Regions from separate parts of the Mus musculus genome. Here region 1 is linked to region 2. The links are chromatin contacts, called in public HiChIP or PLAC-seq maps. All regions are on one chromosome and are shown on one strand. Each heading gives the region's core, a stretch centred on a gene start, on an enhancer-like site or on the middle of the called end of the contact. The rest is flanking DNA. Distances are from core to core; before and after follow the strand shown.

Region 1 (3,954 bases), core at 174-2,673, 210 kb after region 2:
TTCCAGCAGTGAGGACTTTGGGAAAGTGTAGACTAAGACCTTGAGCTTAAATGTTGGTATGGGGGGTGGTCTTTCCTGAATGTAGTAAGCATTAGGTTGTTGCCATATCAACTTGGTGTTGTCTAACTACAACTGACTAAGACTGCATCATCCACAAGGCTGAAAACATTCTTGGGTACTTTCCTAAAGGAGTTTGATGCTGTTGCTCCATAGTTTCTGTTTTCCATGCAGCCTCATGCTGTGTTCTGTTTCTGTAAACCAGTGAGAAAAGGTGGGGGACTCACACCAAAAGGTATTAATAGCCCAGGAATGGCATGCTACATATCTTCTCTGTGGCCATCCCCATTTTCCTGGGAGGAAGTCATATTATATGGCTGGCTTGGCTGTGGGAAAACTAGCAGTCATTGACTGGTGGCTAATGTAAGCAACCACTGATCTCCATCCTACATCCCTGACTTTAGGTAGATGTACCTGGATGATTATCATCCTGTGGTTCTCTTAGAATAAACCGCCCACACATTCCTACAAAAAACGCTGTCAACAATCATATGTCACTGAGCTGCATTAAGGACCAATATAAACCCCTAAGAACTGAGTTTCAACCAAGGCATTATGTAGTTGGTAATCGTAGAATACATGCTCACAGTTTATAAATTTTCTCAGAGCTATATGCTCTTTATTCATTCAAGTGAGATCAGTTAAGGAAAGGGTTTGGGTTTTTTTTTTAATAATAAAGACTGCAAGTGAAAATTCAGTTAGGATTGATAAAACAGACTGTGTTCTTTACACTCCATGTCACACCAAGCAGAAAGAAAAATAAAGACATGCCGGATACCTGCAGGGGCTTCATCCTATGTATAAGACACATAAATACTGAGATAACAAAAGAAACATTATGTCTAAGTTCAAAAAAGGATGAAGCTTTATCTTTCCATCAACTCAAAGGGGAAAAAAATATCCCAAAAGGACGAGTTGGCCTCTATTTATTGGCAGGAGGACAGGAAGCCATGACAATTTTTAACTCTTTTTAAAGAAAATTAAACACTGAAAAAAATTCCAAAAAAAAAAAAAACCCACTTGACAACCTAGAAATCTTTCTCATTACCTGATGGTCATTAATATTCAACAAAATCTTGTTAATTCAGGGCCATTAGGAATAAGCCAGTTTCTCAAGACCCACCATGGGGCTCCATGACCTGGAACACGGCCTGGGAAGGACAAGGAGTCTGAAATAAAGACTAGTTTTCTTTCCCGTTTCATTCTCTCTCACTTCCCTTTCATCATTTTCAGTCCAGGGCTCTTTACTCTCCCATCTTGTCATTGAAAATAAAAGTATCCCTCAATAAACACACAGAAATAGCCACAAAGATCTCCTGGTATGCTCCAAAGCAAACAGCAGCCAGGAAACTCCTTTCCTCCCTGAAATTTCCACAGGCTCCATGAGCCCTCCTCCAGGGCTGTGGGAAACAAGGAAGCCACAAGTTGAACACTCTCCCTGTGATTGCACCATCTAGCTCTCAGGTGAAAAGCAGCTTTGAAGTTACAACCCAGCAACACACCAGGTAGAGGAAGTAGCCTCTCGAACACTGTTGGCTCCATCAAGCTTAATAAATGAATTAGACACAGGAGAGCTCAGCAAGAGGACAGAGGTTCTTTATGGACAGCCCTAGAGAATTCTGGCTTCACTCTGGGGTCATGTTCCCTGATCACCACAGCCTATGCCATTTGTCATCATGACTCTTGGACAGCTGGAAGAGCCAGCCACCTCCTTAAGGACAGAAGACACTGGGGAATAGGAAACACATATGGACACAGTAGTCTACCTACTCCAGCAGCAGGCTCTTTCATGAGCTAGGGCACATGGTGGAATACACATTTGCTCTGCTTCATATGAGCCAAACATTTCCAAAAGGTGAAGGAAGGACAGCTGTCACAGTACCTTTGGCAAGGGAATCTCGTTTCAGGTGACAAGGCCACGGAGGAAAGTTGAAAAACAAATAAAAGTCCAGTTTGCTTTAGCCCTAATGGATTATGTCTACACCCCTGACATGATGTATCTGTGCCTGGTTCCTAAGCACTGAAGGAAACATTCTCATACAGCCATCCTTATAACAGGAAACTTTCGATACATCCTTCAGGACTTGTCAGAGCCTGTTCGTGATTCCAGTTTCTGTCTTTTGGTATGTCTCACCCATTGTTCCACTTGACACTTTCCCATCTATCCATCTTCATGTTCAATTGCTAATGCTATTCTGTGACAATTTCCTGCAGAGTCAGGAGGCTGCATCCCTCCCTTTGCAGCTCTAACACTTTGGGGATATGATTGCTGAACACACATCACATTCTGTTGAAGTAATCTGTTTTTGTTACCCCAACTGGTCTTGGAAGTTTAATGGACAGGAAGCATACCTAACTCTTCAGTTTCCTCCACCACAGGCATCCACTACAGTGACTGACAGGGTGTACACATTTAAAAAATGATTTTGGGCTTGCTAAATCTCAGCTGGAAATCTAAATTACAAGAAAAGTAGAAAAGAATCAAAGAATGGTAACCCAAGTGTTCTAAGGCTATTATTCTGTGACCTGTGGACCCTGAACATCATATAAGTAACTATTGGAGTATTTTCATTTTCTTAGAAAAAAGAAAACACTTTATCTAAACATAAGTCATGATTAAATAAGGGAAAACTGGGAACTTAGTAGAATATTGTTCAGTGGTAGAATATTTACATTGTATGTGTGAGATCATAAGTCACTCCCCACCTAACTCATTGTATCACTAGTGAACCAATAAAAGCCTGAAAGAAATCTGCACTGTGTACTTTCAAGGAAGCTGACCCAGTGCTGCTTAGTGATAAGTCAACAGAAAGAAAACATGCTAGCATCCAATGAAATAAGAGGACAACCTTGATGTTCAGTCAGTGCACATAGCATTAAATTCAGACTTAGTGCCAAATGATCATCTGTTTCCAGAATGATAAAGAACATAGAAGCAAAAAGGCAGAAGTTACTGAGTGAAATCACAATGTCTCTAGCTTCTTATCAGCATCCAGAGGATAATGTTAGTATTTATAAACGTATGTGTTAGTTCAAAGGTTCAATAGCCCAGTCTTAAGCCCTGAATCTTTATGGAAAGATCCCTGCAGCAGACTTTCTCTTCTCAAACCAGCATTATTGACTTTGAGTGAGCATGCATGCTGTCTGCCTTAGTTAATGACAGTTAGCAATGATGGCAATGGTAAGAAATGTGGGTGGCCATGATATTAAAATGTACATTTTACTGATAGAGGGATGGTAGCATTATCCGGGCAGATTTAACCCATGGCACATTAATCCGCAAACCCCACCTAGAAGTAACTTGCCACCTTTCATTCTAAAAGTATGTAATGAGTTCTTCTGTATACTGTGATGGGACAATGAAAGCACCAGAGGGATCACCATTTCATTGCCCATCATGATGCCCAGTGGGCAAGGAGAGACAAGGATGCACACAAATAAATAGCAACTATTTTTGATCATAACTTTTCTAAGGATTTATAACCTAAAAGAAACTGGAAGGCAATGTTATGACTGGGGACATTATTCTTTATCCAATTCTACCAATGAGGCAAGAGAAGCCCCGGAGGGGGGGGTGGGGGGGGGAGGGCGGGGTAAGCAGCTTCAGATCATAGGGCCACATACTGAGAGAGCCAGGCTTAGACTCAAGTCTGCATAAACCAAAAGCATAAAACAGCCACATAGTAGAATAGAGCCAAAAATAAGCATATTGTATCCTAAGCCTTTTTTTATTAGCTTCTTAAGAATAGGATAAAAGCCAACAGTTGGCTGAAAAGGTTATAGAAATTTTCACAAGGCTACAAAAATGTAAGTCTGTCTAGAAGGGTGATTAAGATTCAGACAGGTAGAAAGCAAGAAGAGAGATGCAAGGAGAAAAAAAAAAAAAAACAGGTCGTT
Region 2 (3,749 bases), core at 255-2,754:
CTGAGCTTATTCACACAAGCTGTTCATTTGGGAGTCTTTCGAGTAGCCCTGAAAGCAAAAGACATAGCATGAATTGTGATTCCGTGCTGGAAGCCTCCCAGAGAAGGAGACCCCACCACCACTAGCAGGTGGGAAACACACTTGTCTGAACTGCCTTGGAGAATGGTTCAACAAATTGCTCATAATTTGAAGTTTTGGGGCCTTAGGAAAGCCATTACTGCTGTTCTCTGGAATCTTGACCCTTAGCAGGGTTTCCCTACTGACATGGTGACAGTCTTGTCTCTATCTGCCTAAATTGAGTGACCTTTTCTCCATTGGTTCAAAACACAGGCAGGGACCAAGAGTTTGTTAACAGACCTGTAGCCCTACATTAGTGTGTTAGGTCCCAACAAACTGTCAGTGAGTCAACAAACTGTCAGTGAGTCGACAAACTCAGAGAAAACATGGAAAGTTATTGAGTCCAATTTACACTTTCAAAAACAGTGAGTGAAATCAAGACGAGTGATCTGATTAATGAAAAAAAATACGCTATTTTGGCAGCAGACTTCCAATTCCTTACTGTAGCCCGTCTGTGTAACTAATAGCTTGCTACTAGTAGCATGCTCTGATACAGGAAAGCATCACCTATTACTGGCATTTTTCCTCTGTCATTCAGATTCCCCCCCCCCAAGGAGGTAGAAAAGCTTTAAAAAGATGAGAAGGAAGGAGAGGAAGAAGAAAAGAGGAGAGGAATGGAGAGACCACATTGAAAGACCTCTGAATGGACCACAGGGCCCCCAATGGAGGAACTAGAGAAAGTACCCAAGGAACTAAAGGGAACTGCAACCCTATAGGTGGAACAACAATATGAACTAAGCAGTACCCCGGAGCTCTTGTCTCTAGCTGCATATGTATCAAAAGATGGCCTAGTCGGCCATCACTGCAAAGAGAGGCCCATTGGACTTGCAAACTTTATATGCCCCAGTACAGGGGAATGCCAGGACCAAAAAGGGGGAGTGGGTGGGTAGGGGAGTGGGGGGGGAGGTATGGGGGACTTTTGGTATAGCATTGGAAATGTAAATGAGCTAAATACCTAATTAAAAAATGGGGAAAAAAAAAGAAAGACCTCTGAAGAAATAACCTCCACTTGTTTTCAAGTATGTGGGGGGTCACTGCCTTGCCTGTCTCTACTCCTACCTTACAACCTACAGAATACCTTGGGGTGAATCATTCTCCATCTGAACCGATTATTCCCACAGTAGCCTTTTTTTTTCTTCCCGCAACCATAAAAATCCAGCAGCTTGTTAATCATACAACTATTTAACCGAGTCCCTCCCTAGTCCTACAACTGAGCTCCAAGCCCATAATGTATAATCTACCCACCCACACATATTGAAATGAGATTATTGTTCCCACAGAAAAGCACCCCGTCATTGCACAAGTCCCAACTTTGTTCCAGAGGGTGATAAAAGGGAGGTGGAAAAGGCCAGGAGTTGTTTGATAGGCTTCTGAGGAAGGCACGACAGGATGAAAAGATTACCCTCCCAGGTACAGTCTGAAACAGCATGTAGGCAAACAGTCTCCTGAGCACACTCCCTAGGCCTTTGATGTAGGTGCCATCATGAATTCCTGATAGTTAAAGGAGTGGCAGAATTGGATGCACTTATCTCCAACAAAAGGGCATAGCTTCCAGGTAGGAAAAAGCTCCACAGAATACAGACACAGTCGGGAATCCAGACTAGGGAGTAGCTAGTCACAGCAGCACAGGGGAGCTGAGGTCATGTGGACAGGTCTGGATCCAGTGTCTAACTTGCTGTTTGATAGTCGGGTAAATAGAAAACACAATGACCAATAGAGTCCCAGCTATTTGTCAAGAGATAGGTTACTGGTAGCCATAAGCTATCCTCAGTAAACTTCATCACTTGTCCTGAATGAGACCTTTCCTCATCTAGCACTGTGATGATCTAGAAAGTTCAGAGTCATTGCATGGCTAAGGGTCAGCAAGCAGCAAACCCAGCGGTACTGACGTTTCCTTACTCACAGGAAGATTTTGTCACAATGGATTTTGGAGCAAGAGAGCTGTTACTTAGCTGCTCAAATTTTTAAATGGGATTTGGGGAAATTCAAGAGAAATATCTGTAATCAGCAGCTTGGGATGGCTTCTATTTCCTCAACCTTTTTAGAGACCAGTGAAGCCCTTGGATTAAAATGATGTATCAATGAAGATCATGTTTGAGGAAGCTAAAATAATTTAAACATTCTAATATTGAAAGATGCATCTAATGCCTCCTGTCCCTTTAGCTTTGTCAAACATTCTGTCCACAGGCCTTGACATTGGGATCTTTATGTGGAGTGTATGCTGTCTGTATGTAGCATGGTAACGAAAAATAATGGTAAAGAGAAAAATATGGTAGAGCTAGACCCCACTGCCTAACTATGTGACCATGGGGAGAACTCTCTGAGCCCATTGCTGGCTCAAAACTGTAGTTGATAATAAGAAGCCAAAGCTCTTGGGTTCAGACTCCATCTTAGAGAACCTACCCTAAGTTTGAATTCAGTAGCACCAGTTTCCAGGCTACTGCCCAACAAGACCTGTGTCTACCAGTTTCCAGCCTATTCCCCCCAAATAAATGTGCACCCCCAGATTACAAGCCCACCCTGATACTTCACTTCCTATCAATCACCAATCAGGAAAAAAATCAGGTTTATGGTTTGGCTCCCAGCATCAGCCAGTTATGTTAAAGCCCATAATGGTCCCCCAGTCAGATGTGTACCAAGCTACGTACTCCCTTCTTGCCTCTATAAATGTTTGCCTAAAACTAGGCTCAGGACTCCACCTTCCTGCTGTATCATGGTTAGTGGGGAGCCCAAGCTCAAGCCTGAATAAAGAGATCCTATTATGATTGCATCGGATTTAGCTCCTTGGTCATTTGGGGGTTCAAGAGCATTTTGTGAAACATATTTTGGTACATTCAACCAAATTACATAGCTGTTGAACGGAGTAAATAAATTAGTGTATGCAGAGCACACAGGGCAATGCTTGGCACATAGTGAGTGTTCTGTGACTGTTGGCTGTTGTGATTGTATTTACACAGCTGTGTCTCACAATACAAGGAGACCTCTGAGGAAAGTGATCATGTCTCACTCAATCATGCCTTCTAGACTCTAACAACCAGCTCGGAAAATTGAAGTCTGAATATACTTGGTAAATAAATAGAATTAAGGGAGCAGAGGGTACAAAGATGGCCGTCATCAATCTGAAAGTGTCTTAGCTTCCCAGGCGTTCACATTGTTGATTCTGCACTTACAATGGTATAGGAGAGTCAAGATCTTTTGCATTCAACTGTGTCTGATCCCTTCTCCCAGAAGGAACATGTAATAAGGGAAGGAAGCCAGTGTCTATTGAGTGCTTAGTGAATGAGAATCACTTAAGCAAACATCTTATTTGAGTCTCACTAATGCTCTGATATTTCTGTATTATTTGCTATCTACAAAAGGAAAAATGAAGACACGGGCATGGTCCACAGAGTTTGGGCGCACATAGGGATGCCTTTCTTCATCTCTCAGTTATAACTTTCCCTCCCTTCAATAACGAGAGAGGGCCTAGACAGGACTCTCTCCCCAGAAACAAAACATTACTGGCTTTCCAAACCAACCAGGAAAGAAGATGGTCTATTACCTTTAAATCCCATCCATAACGCTGCCAAGAAACAGGCAGAGTCATTAGTCTGTGTTTCTCTTTGGTACCATGGTTAGAAACAGGGAAAAGC

Evidence for each region. HiChIP or PLAC-seq counts read pairs in DNA pulled down with a chosen protein or histone mark.
Region 1: a contact with region 2 is called in a FOXA1 HiChIP or PLAC-seq map of pancreatic cancer cells. The contact joins two enhancer-like sites. A contact is called at or near these places in 3 of 484 Hi-C or Micro-C datasets (cortical neurons and nephron progenitors) and 1 of 115 datasets of contacts at active chromatin or transcription factors (pancreatic cancer cells).

Annotation. Positions count from the first base shown.
Region 1 is chr15:61,715,893-61,719,846 of GRCm38.p6, forward strand. All of the region lies in intron 2 of D030024E09Rik (RIKEN cDNA D030024E09 gene), which reads right to left. Among named protein-coding and RNA genes, the nearest start is that of D030024E09Rik, 57 kb to the right of the region's middle. Within about 2 kb of position 1,424, at least 7 of the 459 cell types and tissues checked have an H3K27ac peak or open chromatin away from gene starts, as enhancers often do. A contact at or near this core is called in pancreatic cancer cells, where this site is marked.
Region 2 is chr15:61,505,172-61,508,920 of GRCm38.p6, forward strand. No RefSeq gene overlaps it. Among named protein-coding and RNA genes, the nearest start is that of Gm24696, 150 kb to the left of the region's middle. Within about 2 kb of position 1,505, at least 17 of the 459 cell types and tissues checked have an H3K27ac peak or open chromatin away from gene starts, as enhancers often do. A contact at or near this core is called in pancreatic cancer cells, where this site is marked.